Linked DNA regions of Mus musculus: region 2 is linked to region 1. The links are chromatin contacts, called in public promoter capture Hi-C maps. All regions are on one chromosome and are shown on one strand. The core of a region is the stretch at or near the end of the contact, and the rest is flanking DNA. Distances in the headings are between cores, read along the strand shown.

Region 1 (7,783 bases), core at 1,491-3,990:
TGGTGGATACCCACACACAAACACATTTTGTTCCTGTGTTATTAATACTTCGGTTTTATTAGCCTTATTAATGACTTGGTTTTTAAAAGAAAAAAAAATCAGGTGATATCAATAAGCAGAGTATTATTTCCCAAACTGGCTCATTTTTCATCAGTGCTTCATTTCAAAACTGAATAGAGAAGGCTGCTCACCACCTTCCCGCCATCCCGGTCCTAACATAGGGGAGGCTCTGGTGTGTGTCTGTGCCTTCTTTTTAAGTTTCAACTAAGGCAAGAGAGAGGTTTCCAAATTCCACCAGCAAGAGTTTTTTCCTCAGGCTCTTTACACTTCTGATTTGTTAAAAGTGTTTAAAATAGAAAAGATCAACATAGAAGAAGAGCAAAAACCTAAGTGAGTTGCTGGCTGGGAATTTACAACTGGCCCCAGGGGAAATCTTTAATGCTTGCTCCCAGGTCGGTGGTTCTCAACTTGTGGGTCTTGACCCCTTTGGGGAGCCCACATATCAGTTATCCTGAATATGGATATTTATGCATGTCTGATATAAATATCAGATATTTATAATACTATCCATAACAGTAGCAAAACTACAGTTGCTAAGTAACAATGAAATAGTTGTATGGTTGGTTCGGGGAGTCACCACCCATGAGAATCTGTATTAAAGGGTCGAAGCATTAGGAAGGCTGAGAACTACTGTCCTATGTAAAGGGGAGCCCCCATTCTGAGTGGCAGCTCTATGTTCCATGCAATGTCCCCACCCCCATCCTCTGGCTGAACTGAGCCCGGGCAGGCAGCTTGAGACCTACCAGGCTTCTTGGCTGGGCTGTTTTCCTTTCCCTCTCAACTATGACCTCTGCCTGGTGGAGGAAGGGAGGAGGGGAGAGGAGAAGACAGTGAGAAAGAGAAACACAGACACAGGGGAGGGGGTGGCTGCTGGGCTGGGCACCAGAAGGCTTCTGTTGGGAAAACACCCTTTGGTTACAGAGGGAGGACAGTATCACCTGATTTATTTATTTAAGCCGGACTTTAAAGGGGATCCAGGTCAGGAGATGCCTCACCCGTTTGAGTGATACACCCAAACGTGACCCAGCATGCCTGCACCCTATGCCTTCCACCCGGAAGTCCCAGGAAAGGCCGTCTCATGCAGGCAGGAAGCTGGGATCTGGATGCGGTTTTTTGGTCCTTAAAGGAACTTTGAATTTTTAAAAGATGAAGGAAAGGGACATTGGATAAAATGTGGCCTTCCCAGAAGGCAAGTCAGCCTGGCAATGGGCACTGTGGCTGAAGGAGACCTTTAACTACCCTTCTGAAGCCTGAGAATGTTTAAGGAGCCACAGAGCTGTGACAGTCCTCTGTGAGTGGGCCTGCTCTCCACAGAGCATTGTTCCAGTGGTGCGTGTTGCATGTCCCCAAAGGTGGAGAGCCCAGGCCTTTGGTGAGGGGGCAAGAAGTGGCATACACAGCTCTTCCAGCTCCTTAGACAGTGGTCTCAACCCGAGGGCCCCACATCGGGGGCCCTCCCCACTGCCCCCAGGAGTGGCTGAGGCTGTAGCAGTCTCTGGCCTCAGGTTCAACTTCAATAAGACCTAGTTAGCCCTTGATCACAGGGCTTCTCTGACAGCCATGCTCAAGCCTGGCCTAGTTGAGCCCGGGTCACCTGGGAATAGGTTCAAAGGCAAGGAAGCTGTAAACCACCTCCAGGCCCCAGCTAGAGCGGCCTGGCGAACAAAGAGACCCCAAGCACTTCAAACGCGCTGGCTGGCGCTCGGCGCTCAGAGTCCAGATGGCAAAGGGCCGGGATCCGTGATGTCTGTTCACCAAGGCCTGGCCCAATGTTCTGCAATCCTGAGCCCTCCTGCCCTGCCCATCAGTGCCCAGGGCAGGGGACTTCAGACAGGTTCAGCCTCTCCCTAGTCTCAGTGTTCTGGGCCCACCACCCGCCTGCAAGTGAAGCACAGTACAGAGGCTGAGGCTGAACCCCAAACCGGGATCCAACACTCAGGGCAAGGTCAGGTAGGCAGGCATGGCGGGCACATGGGCGCTCCCGCAGAGGCTCGCTGTGATGCCTAAGCTATAAAGCATTTAGGGGGCAGGTTCTGAAAACGTGTCCAGGCTGAAGTAGCCCAGAAAATCGGGATTGAAAAAGGATCTCCAACTTGCATACTGGCCCGAGCCGGGCGGCGTCTCTATAGATCCTAGAGGCGAGATCGTGGGGGTGGACATCTCTGCCAACAGGCGAGTATCTGCCCTGCCCCGGGTCGTGGCACTCTGCCTGCACAGCTCCACTCACTGCGGGCAGGATCGCGTTGCAGACGCCGGAGGTCTCAGTGCGCGCCCCAAGAGGCTCCCAGCTGCGTCCTTGGTCCACGGAGCACATCTGGGCTTGGACTTGCCTCCTCCACCCCTCGCAGAGACCCTGAACCCTGGCAGGGCCAAATCTGCTCCAGGAGACTCAGACAAAGGCAGGCACCGTTGAACTTAGAGGTCAGCACCGCTGATTAGCGGCCCGCGCCTGGGGTAGGAGCGCAGGCTGAGCGCGCGGATCTGGCCTCCGAGATGCGGGCCACAGTCAGGGCCGAAAAAAGCGGAGACAAAACTGAAAGTGCCGCCCGGGGGGGGGGGGGGGGGCGGGGGCGGCCGGCGAAGGCCCCAGAATTTGTCCTGCCCCTGGCCACGGTGGCCAATCAGCGCGCCGCCCTCGCTCCTGACAGCTATTTAGCAACCCAGCCGGGATAGAGTTTCCAAAAAAGTTAGAATAACTTCCTCTCCCGGAGACCTCGGTTTTGCACAAGCCGGCCTCGAAATCAGAGCCTTTGAGAGCGACCCGGGAGCCTGTGCTCGGCGGCCGCGGGCTTGGCCAGTGGCGTGCGCTCGGCGCCCCCCAGCCCCACGCGCGCCGGGCGGGCGCCATGGAGGAGGGCTCCAGCTCGCCGGTGTCCCCCGTGGACAGTCTGGGCACCAGTGAGGAAGAGCTGGAGAGGCAGCCCAAGCGCTTCGGCCGGAAGCGGCGCTACAGCAAGAAATCGAGCGAAGATGGCAGCCCGACCCCGGGTAAGCGCGGCAAGAAGGGCAGCCCGAGCGCGCAGTCTTTCGAGGAGCTGCAGAGCCAGCGCATCCTGGCCAACGTGCGCGAGCGCCAGCGCACCCAGTCGCTCAACGAGGCCTTCGCCGCGCTGCGCAAGATCATCCCCACGCTCCCCTCTGACAAGCTCAGCAAGATCCAGACGCTCAAGCTGGCCGCCAGGTACATAGACTTCCTCTACCAGGTTCTCCAGAGCGACGAGATGGACAATAAGATGACCAGCTGCAGCTACGTGGCTCACGAGCGTCTCAGCTACGCCTTCTCCGTGTGGCGCATGGAGGGCGCGTGGTCCATGTCCGCCTCCCACTAGCGCCGCGCCGTGCCATCCACCTCCGGAGCCGCAAGCCAGGGTAGGTGCTGCGTGTGGTGGGCATCCACGACGCACGGGTGGGTGGGCGGACGGGCCAGTGTATCTCTCCTCGTGAAGGTACCTCAGGCAACCGCACAGGGATGGGGTGAGCTTCCTCACCCTGCAAGGGTTGGCGCGACCTGAGAAAACTCTCCTACCCCGGGGGCACGCCCAAGGTCTTTTGCCAAGGGTATCCGTTCGGAATCCACCCGCCTGTGGTTCCCCATCAGGGTCCAAATACACTTATTGGACAAATGGTCACTTTTCATTTTTGGTGGATGGGTATCTGTGGGTGACTCTGTGGGGAGCGGTTGTCAAAACGTCTTCCTTAGGCCAGCGGAGGCCAGGAGATGCGATGCCCGCTGGGTTGTGGCCGACCTGTTGCCTCGCGCTCATTCTATGGAGCTGAGGAGCCCACGCGTGGTACAGACAATCCGCTCTTTCTGATCCGCAGTTCCGGCCCGCGCCTTGGATGCTAGGGCGTTCAAGCCCTAGCCGGCTCAGTACGTAAGATGATGCTGGCCCCTGGCGCGGCAGAGAGGTTTCTGTTCAGCGCTGGGGCTCCAGGTTCACAGAGGAGCAAATCTCTGGGCGCCAAGAATGCAGTAGACCCTTGTCGCCCCAAAAGTATGGAACCCTCAAGCGCCCAGGCCTGGGTGGATGTAGCGGCTTGGAGTCTCTGGCTGCCTGCAAGCAGGTGGATCGTATTTAGAGTTGTGTGCTTAAGTACCACCATCCTTGAACTTGGAAAGACACAGAGGCAAGGGATTCAGGCTGGGTAACAGGTCTGAGTGTGCGGTGGGTGTGGATGAAGAAGCAGTGTGAGCAGGGCCTTGCCTGGGAAGAAGGCAGCTCAGCACAGCTGAGCACCGGATTGGTGTTTCAGAGAGCGTTTATCATGTCCTGCACCCGCTGCTTAGCAGACACATCCCAAATCCCCAGGCAGCCCCAGGGGCAGTATCCTGCAGGCTCTGCTTCCCTGAGGCCTTGCTTAGATCTTCGAGGGGAGCGTGGTATAGAAAATTCTTCCCACTTAATTTTCCTTCGTTTTTCATGCATCTTGTGTGTTTTTTTTTAAATGAAAGTCTCCGCTTAACACAGAAAGAATTTGGATTAATCAAGATTAACATGATTATCCATTGTCCCAAACATCTATTTACACTTTTATAATTTTATAATATCTTGAAAGTTGCTGCTGTGGCCACAAAATGTTGGTCTCATACAGTGGGTTTGTTTTCTTTCTTCCTTTCCTTTCTTACCCTCTTTCTTTCTTTTTTTTAAAATCCTTTATTTCTATCATCAAAAAAATGTTTTCATGAAATAACCTCTGGGATACGACTATTTTATAGTTTTTAAGAAGAGCTTTTAACAGAGTCACTTGTGGGAATCTTCCCCTGTGTTTGTCAAAAACAGATGGGAATTGTCTCAATCACGTATTTCTCTAGGAAAGAAAGTTTGGGTTGGCAAAGTACTCGAAGCTTCAGAGGGATAATACATTAATTCTGTTTTTTTGCTGCCTAAATTATGAGTGTCCATTAGTTAAGTTCCACTCACCCCTCTTACCGCCATGGTTTACAACACGTCTGAGGGAGCCGAGACAGATGAAATGCACCATCTTTTTTATACACACACATAGAATTTGTTTAAGGGAAATGTCAACAGAACTATCGTTAAGATAGTCCTTCCGAAAATTATTGAAAGCCAACACTAGGAGATCCTACCCTGATGCAAGAATTTAGTGGGGGCATTTAAAATTCATTTTAAGATAATTGCTCTCTTCAACAACTTTGATTCAATCACAGTTTGCAATCAAATATGTTTTAAAATCCAAAAATGCAATATCTGTAATAAACAAATGAAAAATGTTAAGAGCTTATTTGGACAAAAAGGCATTAAACTATCAGATAACACATTGGGTTGGAAAGCAAGATGCAGGCCTGTTTACTTTCAAATAATCAAATACAAAGGCTAGTGGGCTTAGCTGGTGTCTGGCCACACAGAGGACTCTTTCCAAGGCAATGTGTCCCTGTTTGATGCACTCACTGATGTTGGACCTGCCTTGGTCTGATTTGTTTGGGTTGTGCTAACTAGCACCTTTATGTTCTTATTCTTAACCCATCCTTCTTAAGGAGCATAAATGCAATTGTAATTACTTTAATCTTCTAGAAATGTTGCTAATTGTAATTGGTTATTTCTCTGTAACATTTCCAAGGAACATTAATTACAGCCCTGGAGGGAAAGGAACCTAGACATTTCATGAACTGTATATACTTTTAATGTCTATTGTGACATATTTTTACTAACGACACAAAGCTTAAATCGTCCTTGACGGTGGAGAGAAACAGGGCCTGGCCCATGAAGTCCAGCTTATAGTAAAGTTCTTCCTTGGCTGGGTGTTCTAAAACTCAATTAGACTAAGTATCAGGGGTCTTCCCAGTCAGCAGGACTCAAATAACTGAAAGAAGCCTCAGAAGGGGTCCAGTGTGTTTGTGAGACGTAGGAGCCCTCTGAGCAGGGTCGCTGTCACCTGGTCCGGAACAGAGAAAGGCAGTCATTTCTCATCCACTATTTATTCTGCCGTCTTGGTCATGGTTTAAGGCAGCCTCGTCTCTCGTTCTGCTGACTCTGCAAGGCTTTTCAACAGGTTTTAATCTCCAACGACCGGACTTTCCTTTCCTTTCCTTTCCTTTCCTTTCCTTTCCTTTCCTTTCCTTTCCTTTCCTTTCCTTTCCTTTCCTTTCCTTTCCTTTTTCCTTTCCTTTCCTTTTTCCTTTCCTTTCCTTTCCTTTCCTTTCCTTTTTCCTTTCCTTTCCTTTTTCCTTTCCTTTCCTTTCCTTTCCTTTCCTTTCCTTTCCTTTCCTTTCCTTTCCTTTCCTTTTTCCTTTCCTTTCCTTTTTCCTTTCCTTCTGAGCACGTTTGGTTCCTGTGGACAGAGTATGTGTCTCCCTCACCTTTCAACCCATGTCAGCCTCTCCTCTCCCCTGGAAGCTTGCATCATGGAGGTGTTTGCTGCATCCGGGGTGTTAGCTAGTCTCAAAATAAAACTTGCTCAGGGAGGAACTGAAAAGCACAATCCCGGCGGAGCTTTTGTTTGTTGAGAAGATCAAACTGAACAGTTGCGCTATGTGAGGTACAAATGAGATGGTCTTACGGAACTCCCTACAGTTGTCGGTGGGAGCCACCCTCCTAAAAATCAGCGATGTTTTCCTGCCTCCCATCTGGCTTGTGTGGCGACTGGAGAGGCTAGAGTGGCTTTCTGAAGTCATTTGAAGCGTCCTTTACTGAGGTTGTCTGAAAATGCCTCTCTTTCAAGCAGGTTGTAAGCTTGGAAGCATTGAGTTTCCAATGAGTTTCCACCGGCCTCACTCACTGTGTCCTGAGGAGAAGGCACAGATGCAGGGCTAATTTTGCCTGGCAAAGAAATCATGAGGTCCACGTTTTGTGCACAGGGTGCTATAACTCATAACTGGAGTTTAAATACAGACTTAAAATAAGCCAAGTTTAAAGGCTGCACTTGTGGGGCACTTTTCAGGTCAGTGTCTGCATCCCTCCATTCTCCCTGGTGTCTTTGAGAGCCTTGTGAAAGTCGGTGTGTGCCTGCGTCTTTTCTTGGGAAGGCAGAGTGTGCTACAGAAAGCAAAGGGACCGCAAAGCTCTCTACCAGCAGTGAGTTCATGGAGGAGGCTGTAAAATTCAAAGAGGTGGGTAAGTTACTGTGGCCATGAAGTGGAGCCTGATTACAGAAGGAACAGGATCTAAGACACACAGATGGATGGCTGTTTCCCAAAGCCAAGGTGAAACTAAACAGTCAGAAGCTGTTGCAAAAGATATTGTGCCTGGTCACCTGAGCCTACACATGTGGTTAAACTGATAGGCATGGAACACACACACACCCCACATGCACACACACACACACACACACACACACACACACACCACATGCACATACCCTACATGCACATGCAGGAATAAAATGCTAACACTTGAAGATAATCTAGGGGCTATGACATTTTAGAGTCTGGGAAGATGCCATCCTTAAGAGAAATGAGTAAGGCCTCAGAATCTCCTTGAAAAATTAACATGATCTCTAAGTTAAAAATTTTAAACTATTTATTGGCATATAATCATCTCTCACACATTGGAAAATGTTTCATGAAGACATTTTCTTACACCATATACTTTGATCTTATCCAATCCCATCCCCACACCTTCCCAGTTTAAAAAAATAAAAGTAAACATATTCTATAAGAATTAGTCTGTCTTTAAATGGGCCAACTTCAGAAGGAACTATTACTGTTTTATCTGAGTAATAAACTAAAAAAAAAAATCTACATGACAGTCTACATTTTTCCTCA
Region 2 (7,783 bases), core at 3,048-5,547, 600 kb after region 1:
ATCCTTGTGCCTTTACAACCTGTCACTATCTGTCATGGTCTGTACTCAGCTGGGAGGAGGTGGGCAGCAGGGAGGGAATCTGATGGTACCATGGGTGCTTCATCCCACACTGTTGACTTTGCTAGGATGCCTGGGTGAGTGGATGGATGGACACCTGGGTGAGTGGATGGATGGACACCTGGGTGAGTGGATGATGGATGGACACACCTGGGTGAATGGGTGGAGGGATGCCTGGGTGAGTGGATGGGTGGATGCCTGGGTGGCTAGATAGATGGCTATGGGAGGTGGGGGATGGAAGGATGGATGGATGGCCACAATCATGGACATCTAGGAGGATGACTTAGCTTCTGAGTATGAGTTTTCTCACCTTACAAGTGTAAACGATGTTGGTTCACTGTGGTGGCAAAACCCACTGTGGTGGTTTGAATATGCTTGTCCCAGGGAGTGGTACTATTTGGAGGTGTGGCCTTGTTGGAAGAAGTGTGCCACTGTGGGGGTGGGCAATGAGACCCTCCTCCTAACTACATGGGAGCCAGGTGAAGACATAGAACTCTCAGCTCCTCCCTCGCTATGCCTGCCTGGATGCTGCCATGCTCCTGCCTTGATGATCATGGACTGAGCCTCTGAACCTGTAAACTAATGTAAACTAAATGTTGTCCTTATAAGAGTTGCCTTGGTCATGGTGTCTGTTCGTAGCAGTAGACACCCACTATAAAAACTGTCGAGTGTGAGGGTGCTTGAGTGGCCAGCATGGCTGAGCAGGCGCTTCCTTTTCTCTGCAGTGATTTATGTCACACTGAATTCGGATTTCCTTTTCACGGTCGCTGCTGTTAAGCCTGCACAGTGGATCCCTTTGTTATATGTTAGAGGCGTTCCTCCACCTCTTCAGTCTCTCGGGGCCAGTTCTTCTCCATAAACCTGTGGGACTATACAAAAGCTATCCCCTGGGGACATGGGGGAGGACTGGAGATGCTGTCACTGGGGATGAGTTAATCCCCTAAGCCAGGGCTATGTCCAACCGTCTCGACCTTCCATGGAAGTAATCCAACTTGGGCCTGGGTGCGAGGGCCAGGCAAGGTGCCAGCTGCTTCCTCCAGATCAGCAGATTGCATCCCAGGTCTTTACCCTCAAATCACCTGGCATCAGCCATAACCCATAGCTACATAATATAAGCACAGAAAGCAAGCATGTTCCGAGCAAAAGGAGTGGTCAAAACGGTTAAGATTTTAACAGAACCCTAACTGTTGAGATGTGAGCCATGGCTTCCTGTGAAGGTGCTGAGGCATGGGCAAGGAGCTCTCCTTAAATTCACCTCTGGCTCTTCTATGGTGTGTGGCTGGATTTGCATGTTCTGGGAGACCTTGTTAAATGGGACTTCTGAGCCGGAAGTGCTGAGGTGGAGCCTGCAGGTCTGCGTTCTGACATCTGGGATCCTGCCTGTTCATAGACCACATGGGGGGAGCAGAGGCATGTGCCTTGGCCCGTGGCTGCCCTATCCATGCCCAGCATCAGGAGCTGAGAAGCGCAGTCCCTGAAGCCTAGGGTCATGTCTCATTTGTGTCTTTACAATCCCACTTCAGCTCCCTGTTGCCCTTTCCTCCAGGCCTGCTACCCCCTTCCTTCCCTAATGGATGAAGACGGTGTTTAGAGCTGCTAATGCTCATGCTAATAGGGTCACTACTACTCCACACCCCCCCCCCCAGAGTTTGATTTAAGTGCCCAAAGGTGACAGCAATGCCCAAGTCTGCCACTGGTGAGCTTTTTCATATACTATTGACAAAGCTCATCTCCATACCAATCAGAACCCCCAGCTTGATAGTACACAGGACAAAGGCATAAGCTGGTTTCTTTGACCTTCTTTCTGGCAATGAGGGCAGGAGTATCTCAGGAGGGTTCACATGCTCCTGACTCAGGCCCCTGTGGGCTGAGCGTCTGCTCGTATTGGTCATGCCTGAGGCAGGCAGCCATGACACCATACCTACCTCTGTTTCCCGAGGCCCTCCTCTATCTCTCTAGTAGGATCTATGGAATGTCCCAGATTGAACCCCCCACCCCACCTCCAGAGTTGCTCTGCGCCCCACTCGGCTCTTTGGTGTGGACACAGAAGGCACACGGGGGAAATGATGGCAGGACTGAGCACAAACGTTAAACAAGTCTGGCCAGGGTTTAGTGCTCAATGGAACAGGGATCTCGGGGTATTTTGAAGTGGAACCAAGGGACTTCTGACATGAGGAAAATGATGTCTGCTGCCAGTGACGCTTGCTCTGATCAGAAGTGAGCCTTTGTCTTGATGCAGGAATTTCCATGGATGGCAACCCCAGTGCTGTCATGGGCTCTGTAATTTCAATCTTTCTATGTAAAAGGTCTAGCTTTGGCTTCTGTACCTACCCCTCACAGAAATGTGCCCAGCCCTGGTAGGGGGCCACTAGCAGAGTCCTAGAAGAAGCCACTGGTCCTTATCTCTAAACCCTGCAGCGACACTCAAATTCCCTGCAAACCTCTTTCCCCACTGGATAAATTGCTAGGGAGCAGCATGGCTGTGGGCCGGCTGTGTGAAGCCAGATGTTTGTGACAAGAGGTGGTAAGTTGCTGATGTCCAGAGCTGACTGAACTCTGAGGCCGTCCCTTTGGTGGGCATGGCTCATCCTAGGGTACCCTGCCTCCCTCCTCTGCTACACCTGTGTTGGCTATTACCTGGTGAACGCAGTCTTTCTGAGCATAGGATGGATGTGGGGAGCTTATGCAACCCCCTGCCCCATCCTCCCAATGGGCCTCAGAGGACCCCGGATCTGCTGTGTCTTTCTGTTTCTATAATCACGGGAGCTACTCTGCATGTCCTGGTGTGGGGCACCTTCCTCCTCTGCTTGGGGTTGCTGTTCCTAACCATTGTGCTCTAGAAAGAGCCAGAGAAGAGATGTGTCTGCACTGTGTGGGGGCCGAGGGAACGTCTGGAGGACTTCAGGCATTCACCAAACTTTGTCTTCCCTCCTTTGGTTTCCACTACTATGTTAATAGAAAAGTAAGTGTCAGAGTGACTGGTGCTGCGGGGCTCTGGCTTACAGTGGGTACAGTCAGGGGATCTACTGAAAGCCAGACCAGATACCAGTCCAACCACATGGACACATCTCACTACAGACACACCAAGGAATCACCTGTAATCATATGCTGCAAGGGCTCATTCCAGTTCACTGCTGTGTCTTATTACCTTATACACACACACACACACACACACACACACACACACACCCCTACTCAGAATAGCACATGCCATGAGCTCAGTGGGGGCGTGCAGCAGCAGCTATAAATCAACATGTGCAGACGTCTCCTCACAGACGGCCCAGATCCATCCCGACAAGCAGACGCCCCACCTGGAGTCCTCTTTTGCTGGTCAAACTTGGAGGTCCCAACATTCTCTGAAAACCCCACTTCACAGTCAGGAAAACTGAGGCACGTCAAGATTGACTGAGCTGTTCAGAGTTCAGCAGCCTGTGAGGGCAGAACAAGCATTCTGGGCTGCTCTGCCTTTGAGACGCTTTGGTCTGCCCTTGGAATGGTCAGCACTTGGTCATTGCACCAATGATCAAGGGGCTTGTCCCCCTTATCCCTGGGCTTCCCGAGGACTGGACTGTCTGACGCCCACTCAAGGATTATTGTCTGCTTTGGTCAGAGAGTCCGCACCCTCAGCTGCAGAATCCTGCCTGCTGTCCAGGTACCTCCCAGGGCTGGCTACAGCTGCTTCCTCCATCACCTAGAAGGCCCTCCTCCCAGGCCTTCCTTCTTGGATCTCAGAAGAACCCTTCCCACACCCTCCACCACAGCCGTGGTGCAGTTCGGTGCCAGTGTCTGGAGCCTGTGCTTCTGTCCCTGGGCCAGCTGTGCTGTCACATTTCCCCCATGACAGCTCAAGCAGGGGAAACAGACCCAGAGCATGGTGAGAATCATGGGGACTCAACAAGTCATGTTTCCCTTCCTTGGCACCTGGTCTGCTGAGCTAGCAAGGTCCCTGTTGGAGGTTCTGAAGCTAAATGGCAAGTGGAGACTTTTTGTCAGATCTCCCTGGTGTCTGCCAGGCTGCCCTACCACCTGCCCTGATGTGTCTCTGCCACCTCCACCTGCATGTTTCTCTCTGGGCAGCTGAGGGGACAAATGGGGGCCCGATTAGGTTTTCCTATCCCTGACTCTGCCCTCTTGGAGCCATCCCATCCTTCCCAGGAAGAGCAGCAACCCTACTGTTCAGTCCCACCAAGGCTGGAACTCTCTCAGCTCAGCTCCATGTGTACTGAGCGCCTCCCTCAGGTGGTATTCACTGAAGAGGCTCTGGCCTGGCCAGCTCAGGAGCCCGAGGACACAGCACAGGAACACCAGGTGTAATGGCGTAAGCCATAGTTACGGCAGAAAGAGAAAAATTGGCAAACTGGTGTTAAAAATTCTCAAAACAAACTTATTAGCTAATGCAGACTGTCACCATGGCAACCAAACAGCACAGAAACAAAACTTCTCCATGCAGATTCATTTACAGGAAGGTTTCCTAATGCTATTCCAAAGGTGTATTATTTTCCACTTTCAGTTATAATACAATTTTTTAAAAAAAATAAACTGATTTGAGACACAGCTGCAGAGCTGGGTGTGGTAGGGATTTCCACACAGAGGCAAATTACACTAGGGCTCAGGGCACAGCTACTCGCAACTGTATGTCACCCTAGGCTCAGCTTGACCATGAAGTGCAGCTTAAGGTTGATCCAAGGATGCAAGGGCATCAGTGTGTGGCAGTCGCCTTCCTCTTGGACTGAGTGACACAGAAGGATCCTGGCATCATGTGACTTTCCCTTCAGAGTCTCTTTCTATTCACCCTAGTTAGAAAGGGCATAGATAGACTAGAGAAATAATCCCATCCAGGTCTATCTTGGTGAGCTAGAGTCAGTAGGGTTCTGGAGGCAGCTCCTCCCCTCTCCGAGCACGGGCGATGACTCATGAGTGCCTCCTTACTAGAGTTCCCACCCATCAACCTTCCATGTCTTATGGTAGGACCTCAAAGCCAAGTGGTACCAGGGCAGGATTACATTCAGCCTGGGATGGGGGCCAGGAGTGAGTGAATAGCTGGAATCTCTGGTGGGGTCTGATGACAACCTCAGATCATGTGGGTAACCATCAGTGCCGATTCCAAGACCACAGAGGCCCTGTCATACTCAGAGGACAGAGCTCTACCTGGGATCGGCAGAGAGTACCTTCCCTGCCTGTGTGAACCTAAGCTAAATCAGGCGAGCATGCCCCCACTAGCCTGAGTGCCTCCTTAGCCAGGCTGCCCATGACTATTCCTTCCAAAAACAAATGGAGGAGACCACAGTAAAAAGCTCGGGGCATGTGGTCCACTTCTGCAGCTGCTTGGCAGTGCCTAGATTCTTAAAGAAGTCCTCCCTCCCAGTTATCCATGACATGACACATGCACTTTTTCCACAAAAGCAGATGGTAGACACTTCAGGCTGAGGGTGTACCATGGCCTCTTCAAACCAGTCTCCTCACCTCGACCTCCTGTGGACAGCCACAGACAGTGGTAGGTGGTGGGCATGGTTGTGTGATAAAGCTTCGGTTACACAGGTGGGTGTGTTAGCTTTTCGTGGATCCGACAAGGTGTCCGAGAGAAACACTAAACGAGGAAGTGTTTGTTTTGTGACATAGTTTAGGGGGCTTGACTCCCACACAGCTGGCTCTCTTGAGGCAACTCATCATGGTGAAAGATGGTTGCTCACCTCATGGGGCCAGGAAGCAGACCAGCCAGCAGAGGGGCCAGATAGGAAGAGGTATGGGACAAGATACGTTCTTCAAAATACAACCCTGGCAACCTGCTTCCTTCATCTGGGCTCCACCTCTTTCCATGCCTACCTCCTTCCAATATCACCGTCTGACTGCAACACTATCAAGTTTAGTCCATTGAGGAAAACCTGATGGTCCAGTCACTTACAAGGCCCCAGCACTGAACACTACTGAATTGAGAACCTGTAGCCTGGTCTCATGTAGGCGCTCCTCAACGGAGGCTCTCTCCTCTCAGATGACTCTAGCTGTGTCAAGTTGATATGGAACTAGCCGGCACAATGCAGCTGATGTCCTTCAGCAGTAGAAGAAAGGAGATGCCACCACACATGTGATAGGGACTTTGAAAGTCAGAGGCTAGGAACTGAGGCCGTTCTGGGATACAAGGTCTAGAACTAGCAAAATGGCCACTCGTGACAGGCCCATGGCTGATGCTGATAGAGGATCCCGACAACAAGGAACAAGGGCACTTTGGACACAGAGGGAGAAGTCTGAGGCTCCGCTGGGGCTGCAGCACCTTAGATCTGCTTCAGCCAGAACTCTGTCTTATCGTAAATAACTTTGGCATCCATAAGGTAATATGAGTTGTCTTAGTCAGGGTTTGTGTTCCTGAACAAAACACCATGACCAAGAAGCAAGGTGGGGAGGAAAGGGTTTATTCAACTTACACTTCTACATTGCTGTTCATCACCAAAGAAAGTCAGGACTGGAACTCACACAGGGCAGGAACCTGGAGGCAGGAGCTGATGCAGAGGCCATGGAGGGATTTTACTTACTGGCTTGCTCAGTCTGCTCTCTTATAGAACCAAGCTTAGACAACCAGCCCAGGGATGGTCCCACCCACAAAGAGCCCTCCCGCCTTGATCACTAATTGACAGCAACAATTCCTTATGGCTGGATCTTATGGAGGCATTTCCTCAACTGAAGCCCCTTTCTCTGTGATAACTCCAGCTTGTGTCAAGTTGACACAAAACCAGCCAGTACATGAATGTTTCTGTTTTGCTCTGTCTCATTTTCCCCCCAGACTGGCCTCCACTCGCTACATAGCTGCTTTCCAACTTCTGACTCTCCTCTACCTTCCAAATGCTGGGATTACAGGTGTGCGCCACCATATCCACCATATCCAGCTACAATTGAAGATTTTGTTTGTTTGTTTTTGTTTTTTAAGATAGCAGAGATGGGAATTTAGGGGAATGGGTAACTTTGTAGCAGTGACCTTGTGTCAGGGTCATGTGACCTGTCCCATGTTATGGTAGTCAGCTGTCTATTGCTAGACAAAAATACTTGAGAGGAAACCAACTAAAGCTCTTAAGCTCCTGCTCTCCTTGTCTTTCACCCCTCGATCTCCTTCTCCCCTTCCCTTCTCCCCCTCTCCACGTGGCCATGGCTGCCCTCTACTTCTTTTCCCTCCTCTCTCTCTGCCTTTCTACAATAAACACCTTCAAACCAAAAGAAAAAAGAAAAATAAATAAATAAAAGAAAGAAAGAAAAAAGAAAGCCAACTAACAGGAAGAAAGGTGTAGTATTTGGGCTCTCGGTTTCTGAGGTTTCAGCCCACGGTCACTTGGCTCTGTTGTTTCTGGGCCATGGTGAAACAGAGCATCATGGGAGGAACATGTAAAAGAACATAGCTGTTTGGCTCGTGATGTCCAGGAAACAGTGAAACCACTGGAGCAAATATACCTTTCAAAGTCACATTCCTGGTGACCTTCCTCCAACTAGGTCCCCACATCCTGGTAATCCATTTGGCTATCAACTCATCAGTGGGTTGATCCATTGATGGAATCAGAGCCCTTCCCACCACCTTTCAAGAGCCTTTAACACATGAGTGTGTTAAATTTCTTGTGTAATGTATGGAAGCTTCACCTGTCAATAAAAAAAGCCTATGGCCAATGAGCTGAGGCAGGATGAGAAGGTGGGACATCCAGGGGAAAGAGAGGTGGGAGAGGAGGATTCTGAGAGGCATAGTCAGATA

The links. Promoter capture Hi-C pulls out the DNA fragments that hold promoters and counts their contacts.
Region 2: a promoter capture Hi-C map of liver shows a contact between it and region 1, with 2.9 times the contacts expected there. The contact joins the enhancer-like site here to the promoter of Twist2 in region 1. A contact is called at or near these places in 6 of 39 promoter capture datasets (the 3T3-L1 cell line, the C10 cell line, embryonic stem cells and 2 more), 1 of 115 datasets of contacts at active chromatin or transcription factors (the NIH/3T3 cell line) and 2 of 9 other capture datasets (embryonic stem cells and liver).

What each region holds. Positions count from the first base shown.
Region 1 is chr1:91,798,721-91,806,503 of GRCm38.p6, forward strand. It overlaps Twist2 (twist basic helix-loop-helix transcription factor 2), which reads left to right and starts at 2,741. Exons shown (of 2, transcript NM_007855.3): 1 at 2,741-3,429. The coding sequence starts at 2,907. The coding sequence ends at 3,389.
Region 2 is chr1:92,401,019-92,408,801 of GRCm38.p6, forward strand. No RefSeq gene overlaps it. Among named protein-coding and RNA genes, the nearest start is that of Gm35992, 25 kb to the left of the region's middle. Within about 2 kb of position 4,298, at least 17 of the 459 cell types and tissues checked have an H3K27ac peak or open chromatin away from gene starts, as enhancers often do.